Regions from separate parts of the Sus scrofa genome. Here region 2 is linked to region 1. A link is a contact called in public HiChIP or PLAC-seq data. All regions are on one chromosome and are shown on one strand. Each heading gives the region's core, a stretch centred on a gene start, on an enhancer-like site or on the middle of the called end of the contact. The rest is flanking DNA. Distances are from core to core; before and after follow the strand shown.

Evidence for each region. HiChIP or PLAC-seq counts read pairs in DNA pulled down with a chosen protein or histone mark.
Region 2: an H3K27ac HiChIP or PLAC-seq map of alveolar macrophages shows a contact between it and region 1. The contact joins the enhancer-like site here to the promoter of KLHL36 in region 1.

Annotation. Positions count from the first base shown.
Region 1 is chr6:4,077,252-4,082,599 of Sscrofa11.1, forward strand. It overlaps KLHL36 (kelch-like protein 36), which reads right to left and starts at 2,932. Exons shown (of 5, transcript XM_021093726.1): 1 at 2,782-2,932.
Region 2 is chr6:4,175,798-4,180,635 of Sscrofa11.1, forward strand. The region is part of intron 1 of TLDC1 (TLD domain-containing protein 1); the gene reads left to right. Among named protein-coding and RNA genes, the nearest start is that of TLDC1, 8.4 kb to the left of the region's middle. Within about 2 kb of position 1,849, at least 54 of the 83 cell types and tissues checked have an H3K27ac peak or open chromatin away from gene starts, as enhancers often do. A contact at or near this core is called in alveolar macrophages, where this site is marked.

The DNA.
Region 1 (5,348 bases), core at 1,682-4,181:
GCTTTTAACACATGTTCCGTCTCACCTACAATCCCACCGCATCGTGTGTCTTAGCCCCCCTCCTACAAATACCTACCTTTCGACGCCTGATCGCAACAGGGCCTTTTCCACAGATCAGGATGACAATGACAAGAGTCACCGTTTCAGAGCCCAGATGGGGGCCTTAAGGGGTGGACAAGCACCCCATCATGGAACTCCCACAACTACCCGGCCAGGCTGATGCCACTGACACCACCGTTACGCACGAGGACGTTGAGCTCAAGGTCACAAAACTAGTGGATGGTGAGGAAGCCAATCGGAATCCGTCCAGCTTCAAAAGTGGACAGACACGGGCCCTTCCCCAGGATGCTCTATGAACACGGTCCAGTCTTGGAGAGACTAACATTTCATGAAGTCAAGAATGCAGCGCCGTCACGCCTACCAAGCATCAAATATGGTGTAGACCCAGGCACTGTCTTAAGTGCTTTTCCGTCGTCACGGGTTTAATCCCCACCACAACCCTAGGAGGCCTGAACTGCCACCATCCTCCGTTCACAGAGGAGGAAGCTGAAGGCAGTAAGGGGAAGTGACTTGTCGATCGAGCGTTACACACAGGAAAGAGAGGCAGAGTTAGGATTTTTTTCTTTTTTTTGGTCTTTTGTCCTTTTTAGGGCCGCACCCTGGGCATTTCGAGGTTCCCAGGCTAGGGGTCTAATCAGAGCTGTAGCCACCGGCCTCCGCCACAGACACAGCCACGCCATCTCTGAGCTGCGTCTGCGACTTACACTACAGCTCGTGGCAACACTGGATCCTTAACCCACTGAGTGAGGTCAGGGATCAAAACCGCAACCTCATGGTTTCTAGCCGGATTCATTTCCGCTGAGCCACGACAGGAATGCCTCTTTTTTTTTTAATAAGATTTTTTTTAATTTATTTTTTATTTTTAGGGCATATGGAAGTGCCCGGGCTAGGGGTCGAATCTGAGCCACATTTGTGAACTACACCACAGCTTTTGGCAATGCCAGATCCTTAATCCACTGAGCAAGGCCAGGGATCGAACCCACATCCTCATGGATACCAGTCAGAGTCTTAATCCTCTGAGCCGCAATGGGAACTCCGGATTTAGGATTTCAACCTAAGGAGGCTTTCATGCTCTTAACCCTTAGGCTCTTCCACCTGGCCTTTAAAAAAAAAAAAAGTGCTCACAGGCAGGAAACTTTGGCTGGGGACATATGTCCCACCACAAATATCCAAGATAAACTTGAAAAGGCAAGTTAACCTCTCTAGACTTCAAGGTTGAGTTTATGGAGTGGGCTGGTGTAGCAGGCAATGTTAAAAGTTTCTTCCAGCTTTGAAATGCCAGGCAACTCACTAAGAGCACTGAGCTGGGCTATGGGGGACCTCGGAGGATGGGAGCACACAGAGAAAGGATGAGGCCAGCAGTGTGGGCACGGGTCACAAACTGGCACTGACGGTTTGAGAAGGAATTTTTCTGAGTTGAGAAGAGTCAATCTGTCACCGAGTGAACACTTTGTTGATAGAAAATCATGTGACAAGCAGTCAGCACAGTGTCAAGACAATCAGGGACACACAGAGGTGGTGGCAGTGTCCCCCCTGGAGGAATAAAACTGGGCACAGTCCATCCTGCCGACTTCCTGGGGGAAGGAAAGGACAACCAGATTTCTCTGGACCAATCAGCAACTCTGTGACAAAGACCAGCCGCCCCTGCCCCTGTCCTTTCTGACTCCCCCTCGGATGCTGAGGGGGCTCAGAGAGGGGGGATGGGAAGGACCCGGGCCTCCTTGCGCTGCCTCCTACTCACCCCTAACTTCTCTGTTTCACCTGCATCCTCTAAGACAGGTACCACCATTGTTTCTGACATCCAGGCTCAGGTGGCCGTGGGACCCACCCAAGGTCACACAGCAGAAAGTCTCCCTCATCCCAGGCAGCCAGTCAGGGCTCAGGTTTGACCTCAGTGCTAAAAGCTTTCTTGTCTAGGCCAAGATTTCTAGAGAGCGTCTCCCCTTGTGGAGGCTCCCTTTTGTCTGCGGGCAGGTGGTTTGGGGCCAAGGGCTACAGGAGTGTTGGGTGTCAGCTGCTTCCATGCTTGCTGAAAGCAGGTGACGGGTCAAGGCCATCCGTGGGGACAGCGGCAATCCCCAGTTTGGTGTAAAAAGGTCTTTCGGTAAACACGGGAACAGAGGCCACCTCAGGCCAGGAGGGTCCCCAGGGAGCCTCCTCTTCGGGTTCTTTCCCCGGGTTTCGACCCAGATCCCAGATCCTGCCCGACCTCAGCACTGACGGAGACAGCATCGTTGAGATGGGAGCGGATGCCCGCGGGCACTCACACGTCCCGGGCCTCGCCGGCGGGGTCTCCGGGGACGTCGCTGTCCCTCGCTCGGACCCGGCACCCCCTGGCGGAACTGCCGGTACAACGGCCGCCCGGGCAGGCTCGAGCCGGCTAGGAGGAGGCGGAGGGAGGCGAAGCTGGGTCGCGCCGGGGGCCAGCAACCGCGGCGGGACGCGGGGACACTCAGCTGGGCCGCGCGGGGCTGGCCGCCCAGGCCGCACCTCCACCTGCGGGGGCGGCGGCCCCCTCCTCCCACCCCGCGACCGCCCCTCCGCCCGCCCCGCCGCCCTCCCGCCATCCCCGGAGCACAAAGGGATCCCGGGGGCGGGGCGGGGGCGCAGCTCGCGGGGCCCGGGACCCCGGTGAGGCCGGCCCGCCCCCCGCCCCGGCCCCCGGACGGCGCGCGGCTCCGGCTGGGCCCGGGCAGGAAGGGGGCGCGCGCAGAGGCCCACCTGAGAGGGCGCGCTACGGGCGCGGCGCGGGGAGCCCCGGCGGCGGGGCCGGGCGGGCGGGGCGGCGGGGCCCGGGCGCCGGAGCCCGCAGGCGGGCCGGGTGCGCGGCCATGGCTCCGCCAGGAAGTGCGACGCCGAGGGCGGAGGCGCGCGCGGCCAATGGCGGCGGCCGGGAGGGGGCGGGCTCAGGCGGCGCGGGGGCGGGGCCTGCGCGGGGGGCGGGGCGCGCGGGGGGCGGGGCGGGGCGAGGGCTGGGTCCGCGCCCACACTTGGCGCTCAGCCCTGGGCTGCCCCCGGCTCGGTCGCTGCCTGGGCGCGCCACACACGGTCACGCATCGCGAAATGCGTAGTGGGGGTCGCCCGCCATTCCAGGCATAGGGACACGGAGCGGACGGGACGGGCACGGTCCCAGGCCTGGGGGGAAGTGAGCGGCTGGCCGAGACCTGAGCGCTGGGAGGTGACAGCGCAGTGGCATCTTCCAGCCATCACCTCCTTCCAGTCTTAGGTCCAGTCTTAGGGCGAAGGTCCCCTGCATGCACCCTAAGGCGAGGCCTTCGCCTACTCCTCTGTTTAAAGTCACATTCTCTCTCTTCACTTCCAGCTTTACGTTTCATTTAGCCTTACCATTGTATAATCTTCTGGATCTTTTTTTTTTTTTTTTTTTTTTTTTTGTCTTTTTGCCTTTTCTAGGACTGCTCCCTTGGCATATGGAGGTTCCCAGGCTAGGAGTCCAATCGGAGCTGTAGTTGCCCGCCTACGCCATAGGCGCAGCAACGCGGGATCCCAGCCGCCTCTGCGACCTACACCACAGTTCACGGCTACGCTGGTCCTTAACCCACTGAGCGAGGCCAGGGATCGAACCAGCTACCTCCTGGTTCCTAGTCAGATTCGTTAACCACCGAGCCACGACGGGAACTCCCTGGATCATTTTCTTATTCATTTGACTTATTGACCCTCTCCCCCACTAGAAACCCTCTAGGGCAGCAGTTACCTTTGGTTTTATTCCTAGCTGGGCCCCCACCTAGTAGGTGCTCAGCAGAGTGAATAAATTTAACCATCACAGATCTATCATGGTCAAACTTACACTACAGCATGGATGAACCTTGAAAACATAATAAGTGAAAGAACACTACGTAAAAGGACATATATTGCATGATTCCATTTATGTAAAGTTTCCAAAGTAGGCAAATCCAAAGAGCCAGAACTTAAATTAGTGTTTGCCCAGGACCGGTGAGTTGGGGTGAAATGTGGTGGTTGTTAAATATGAAGGGATTTTTTGAGTGTGGTGTAAAAAATGTCGTGAAATTAGGTAGTATTGATGGTTGTGCAACTCTGAATCTATGAAAAACCATTGAATTGTACAATTTAAAAGGGTAAATTGGGGGTTCCCACTGTGGCTCAGCAGTAACGAACCTGACTATTAACCATGAGAATGTGGGTTTGGTCCCTGACCTTGCTCAGTGCATTAAGGATCCGGCATTGCTGTGAGCTGTGTTGTGGGTCGCAGATGCAGCTTGGATCTGGCGTTGCTGTGGCTGTGGTGTAGGCGGGCAACTGCAGCTCTGATTCAACCCCTAGCCTGGGAACTTATATACGCCGTGAGTGCGGGCCTAAAAAAGCAAAACTAAATAAATAAGTAAAAGGGTAAATTGGAGTTCCCTGGTAGCTCAGCAGGTTAAGGACCCAGTGGCCTGGGTTACTACTATGGGCGGCTTCGATCCCTGGCCTGGGAAAGTTCAAGGCCATGGGTGAGGCCAAAACAAAAAACAAAGCCAAGAAAACCCAAAGTTGAATAAAAAATTTCTCGGTCTCCCTGTTTTTCTGTTTCCTGCCTTCTCTGGTAAGGATTGGGAGCGTGCCTTTTTTTGTTTTTTGGGTTTTTTTTTTGTTTTTAGCGCTGCACTCAGGGGTTGAATTGGAGCTGCAGCCACTGGCCTACACCACAGCCACAGCAATGCCAGATCCAAGCCACGTCTGCAACCTACACCACAGTTCACAGCAACACCGGATCCTTAACCCACTGAGCGATGCCAGGGATCGAACCTGAGTCCTCATGGATGCTAGTCAGATTCATTTCTGCTGAGCCAGGAAGGGAACTCCACTTAGGCATATCTTTAAAGCCTTACTTGCACATCCCCCCCTTGACCCCTCCCCCTTGACCCCTCCCCTCCTCGACCCCTCCCCCCTCCTCGACCCCCCTTCTTGACCCCTCCCCTCTCCTTGACCCCTCTCCATCAGCCCAAAGCTAATCCCCCATCTCGTTCTATGTCTGTATCTTGATATGCCAGTCTCCGCTTTTTCATGACTTCACGCACGCCATTCATCAATTCATTGAGCAGACTCTGTGCCAGGTGCTGAGGTGATGCCAGGGATAGAAAGACTCTTTCGAGGATGTTAGGGAGGGTGGTAAACAAGTAAAGGAGCAATTACTCTAACACGGCCAGTCCCGTGTCAGGGACACACTCAGAGTGCTGTGGGCAGGACAGATTCTGTTTCACAGCTTTAGTTAAAGATGTGCTTGGGGAGTTCCCGTCGTGGCGCAGTGGTTAACGAATCCGACTAGGAAC
Region 2 (4,838 bases), core at 599-3,098, 97 kb after region 1:
GCAGACTGCTCTCCGCCCAGTCCTGAGCATACACCCCCTCACCCGGGGTGGGGAGGGCATTAACGAGCAAATGGAAAACGCCAAGACAGGTCAAGAGAAAGAAGGTGGGGAGGAGGAGCGGGGGGAGGAAGGGACCGAGGGCTGCACGTTTTCACTTCTCCTGGGCCGGCTGGAGGCCGTCCCCTGCTCACAGTGGCCCAGGCGCCCTGCCCAGCACCTCACACATGTGATCACCTTGGACCTTGGCCACCCTGGGAGCTCAGCACTATTGTCACCCCCCTTGCAGAGCAGAGGCAAGGCAGGGAGCCTGGAAGGAACGGTCCCGGGGGTGGGGGGCAGCTGGAAAGGAGGCCCTGGGCGGATCTGGAGCTGCTCCTCTGTCTGCCCCGCGCCTGTGCTCGTCACCCTCTTAGGGTACCCGGAGCTGTGGGTCTGGACCCCCTCAGATGGGGGTGGGCAAGCTTGTCGGGGGAAGGTGGAAGAGCCTCGTGGAGAAGGGACCCTGTGGCCAGGGTGGCATCAGCTAGGCCTGGTGGACATTGATGGCTGGGGTTTAGCGGTCCCCAGCGACGGGGGCCCGCAGCCTGAAGGGGCCTGGGGGGCTCTGCAGGGTGCAGCCTGTGGATGGGCCGCAGCGGCGTCAGGCCGTGGAAAGCTTCATGAAATGATCATGAGGTCACAATTCATAATGCATGAGGGGTCGGGTGGGGGCCGCTCGCCGCACACAGGCCCTTTGTTCCCGGCGGGGCCGCCGAGCGCTTTCCTCGTAATCATCTCAGAGGAAGGAAGCGGAGAAGATTGATCTCCCAGAGTCTGATCCGCTTCCTTTGGGGCGGCTGCTCTCTGTCCCGCACAGAACTCTGAAGGCGCCCCAGAGATGCTTTGCTGTGAGTCACGAGGGACAGATGCTGAAGATACATAGCTCGTTTACAGAGTCTTAGAAAACGCACGTTCGTGTGTGTGTGTGTGTGTGTGTGTGTGTGTGTGTGTGTGTGTGTGTGTGTAGCTTCTTCCCAGACCAGCCATCTCACAGATCTCTGTATTGTTCACCCAGCCTCTTTGTGGAGCTGTGTTTGTTTCTTTCAGTTTGGTTTATTTTTAAATTGGAGAAGAAGGGAAAGGGCGTGAGGAGATAGGATTTGCTCAGATCAATAGCTCAGCGGGAAATGGACTTAAGGTCAAAGGTCAACTAATCCATCACCAAAGGGGTTTTGAGGCGCTGCTGCCTAGAAGGGAAGTTTATGGGAGAGTGAGCACGAGGTGGTGAAGCCATAAATTCCGGGCCGCTGCAGCCAGGGGGCTGGTGACTGCATGTCACGGGAAGTTTCAGGGCAGATTTGTTTCTTGCCAACTGCTGACTCTTGTTTTCTGCTTTCTGGAAGCCAGTGTGGGTGGGACCCTGCCCCCTGGGCCGGAACGGAGCGCACCACGGCTGCACACTTGACCCTGCTGGGCCAATCAGCATCTCTGCCCCATGAAACTCCATCAGGCCGGTTCTGGAGCGGAGGAGGCGAAATCCTGGGTGGGGCCAGCAGCCGAGCCGTCTTGCTCAGAGAGCCAGTGAGGTGGGGTGCAGGAAGCGGAGCTCGAGGGGGAGGCGGGGAGAGAAAGGGAAGGAAACCTCCTGGTTTTCCAGGCTCTGCTTCCAGTGCGCTGAGGCCCAACCACATTCTCGTCTTTGGGGTCTCTGAGACGCCCCCTTGACCTTCCAGTAAATCTCCTTTGGTAACTGAAGTTTCTAGAATGGCTTTATGCAGGACCCGCCACGTAATGCTGGGGGCTTAGTGCGAAGGAAACCGTGGGGCCCCCTGTTCCACCATTTGTAAGAATTTTAAGGTGGCGACAACAGCATGAAACTGATGGGGGCGCTCCTAGGCCGGGCCCTGTGACTGTGCTCACAGAGCCAGCCCTGGGTTTGTGTTACCTGCAACCAAAAGAGTTGTGAGCCAGCCAGCCAGACCTGGCCAGAAAGGTGCTCTTCCCACGCAAAGAGAAGGTATTTCAAAAGTCTTCCCAGAACCACATCAGGGGCAGCCACAGGCTGGGAAACGAGAATAGACAGAAAAAGTCCAGGAGGACTGAATAAAATGAAGGCAGAGGCACTCCCAGGGCAGGATGTCTAGCGGGGAGCCCGGGGGTGGGGTGGGCGCTGGGAGCAAACGCCTTTCAGTTCTGTGCTGCTGGGTGCCTGCAGACAGAGCCCGTGGCCCAGGGGAGGAGTGGGGTGAGGGCCGAGCAGGGCAGCCCGGTGCCCCAAAGGGGTCCCCACACTGCATGGCGGCGCAGAGGGGTGTCTGGACCAGGTCAGAGCAAGGAGAACTTTCTCTTCGCCTGGTCCGGGTGAGGGGCCCCATCGCCAGTGCCGGGAACGGGGCCGCAAAGCACCATGGGCAGCTCAGAACCGCGTCTGCACGTCTGTCCTTAGGTGTCGATTGCTTTGTTTAATCAACCGAGGAACTAGCCGAATCCTGTTCTCATCTCTGCCATGAGTTCAGATCTTCCCGTTCCATGTGGACCCCGAAAGGCCCATCTCTAAATGCCATCCCATTTGGGGGTTAAGGCTCCAAGAGGGATTCTGAGGAGACACAGGACTTTCAGACGATCGTATCCAGCCGTGGGCCTTTCCTGTAAGACCTGGCCGCGTGTCCTGACTCCGTCACTGTAAACACATCTTCACTGTGGCAGTAACGCTACTGAAACCCACCAGTTCTTCCAGCGGGTCTGTGAATGTGGGCGTGGTCTTGCGGGACCCCCCCGCCAGCCCCGAGGCACAATGGGTGTGTGTGTGATGTCTTGCTTTTTGTTTCGGGAAGGTAGGTCCGTCACTTTGACAAGGAACAAGTCAGTTGGCTTTAAGATTCTGTCCCCCGAATGCACAGCCATGATGTTGCTTTAGCCACGAGATCGCGTTCTCGGAGTCCCAGCCACGGTTTCCAGCAGCTGCTCAGGCAGGTGGCTTCCTCCCCACTCCTGACCCTTGGCTCTGACATCCCTCCCGATGACACGATGGCCCGAACCCTCCCCCGCCTCTCCTTCCACCACTGCAGCCAGGAAGCGGCTGGGGTGCCCAGAGCAGGGCCTCGCCTGGGCAAGGGAAGCCGGAAGCCAGACTCCAGAACATAGAAGGTCGAGAGCGGCCGTGGAGGACGCCCCAGAAAGGGTACCAAGGTCCTCAGCCACTCAAGGGGATTCCTCTCAGGGATGCAGAGGCGACGGGCCCTTCTTTCCTGGAAAGGTCACTGCGGGCATCCGTCTCCCAGTGACTGTCCTGGTCGTGCCCGTGAATGAGAGACTCAGAAGGGAGTGAGTGGGCAAAAGGTCACAGTGCCAAAAATGCAGCCCCGCAGCCCAGAGCACCCATAAATTTGCACGTCGGTGACATGTGTGTGTTTCTTTGTCCCAGTTCTGGCTCGTTGGCTTGCAGAGCGGGGTCTGTCCAGGTTTCCCAGCTTCTCCTCCTGGCCGGCGGGAGCTGTGGATGCGGGAGCAAGGGAGCGAGAGTGGCCCGGATGTGGTTGTCAGAAACTCTGCAGCCACAAGCCCAGGATCCCAAACGGTGCAGGCCGAGGAGCAGGAAGGCAGAATGGGTAGAACAAGGGCTGGGGCGTCCCATCCCCCACCCCACAGTGACCCGGGGCGAGTCCCCGGACTCTCTGAGAGTCCGTTTTCCCATCTGGAATAGGGTGCCAATAGTCTCTGCCTCACTCGGAGGGGCACAGAGGATGGAGTGAAACTCTGCTCATCACGTGCTGGCGCTGGGCCACTGTCGTTAACCGCTGGCGTCTCAGGATCGCAGGGTGGGGCAGGGTGGGCGCGGGAGGGCACTGAGCCCCTGGGAGTTGGTCTTGGACCAGGAGCTGCCATTTTACTTACTCCACACAAGAGACCCACGAGCCTGGGTGGGGCTTGGCAAAACCTAACACACATTTTGTGGAGGACCCTCCAGCTCACTGTGTGAACAGAGGGCGGGCCCACAACGATTTTCCTTCGAAGGAGGCCCTGTCCAGGGCTTTGGTGTTGAAATGAGAGACGTTATCCCCAGACACAGCTGCCACTCTCGACTTTTTCCAAAGTCATAGTCATCTGTCATAAGCCCCCACGGGCCACACGTGGGTGTCACTCAGTCAGCCTGGGCGGCTCGGACCCGGGGCTGTGTTCTCCCCTGCAGGGTCACGTCGGCTTTCAGGAGCACCGAGGTGCTGGTGGGGCGGTTTGCTGCGATTGTGGCTTTGAGCAGATAAGCAGGAATAAGCCGGTGTCCCTCTGTTAGCACTTCCAAGCATGGCGCTGTTCTGAGAACCCCTCATCTAGAGCCCATAGTTCAGGAGGTGAGGTACTGCCATCCCCGTTTTACAGATGGGGAAACTGAGGCCAGCTAAAGAGCTGGCGCAGGGCACACAGCTAGTGAATCTGCGGAGCCTGGCTCCTCGGCTGTGCCTCTTTACCCCGAGGCTCTGCCTTCTGGTTGATGGCAGGTGTGTCACAAGAGCTGGGCGTTGTCACACGCCAAGGGGGTTTTGCCCTTAAATTCAGTTTGGGGAGTTCTTGTTGTGGCTCAGCAGTTAGCAAATCCCAGTAGTATCCATGAGGACGTGGGTTCGATTCCTGGCCTTGCTCAGTGGGTTAAGAATCTGGCGTTGCTGTGAGCTGTGGTGTAGGTCACAGACACAGCTCGGATCCTGCATTGCTGGGGCTCTGGTGTAGGCCGATTGGACCCCTAGCCTGGGAACCGCTATATGCCACCAGTGTGGCCCTAAAAGACCAAAACAACAACAACAACAACAAAAAAAAAAACCTCAATTTTGATCCTGTCCATGAGCCAAATGCACTTGTTCCTT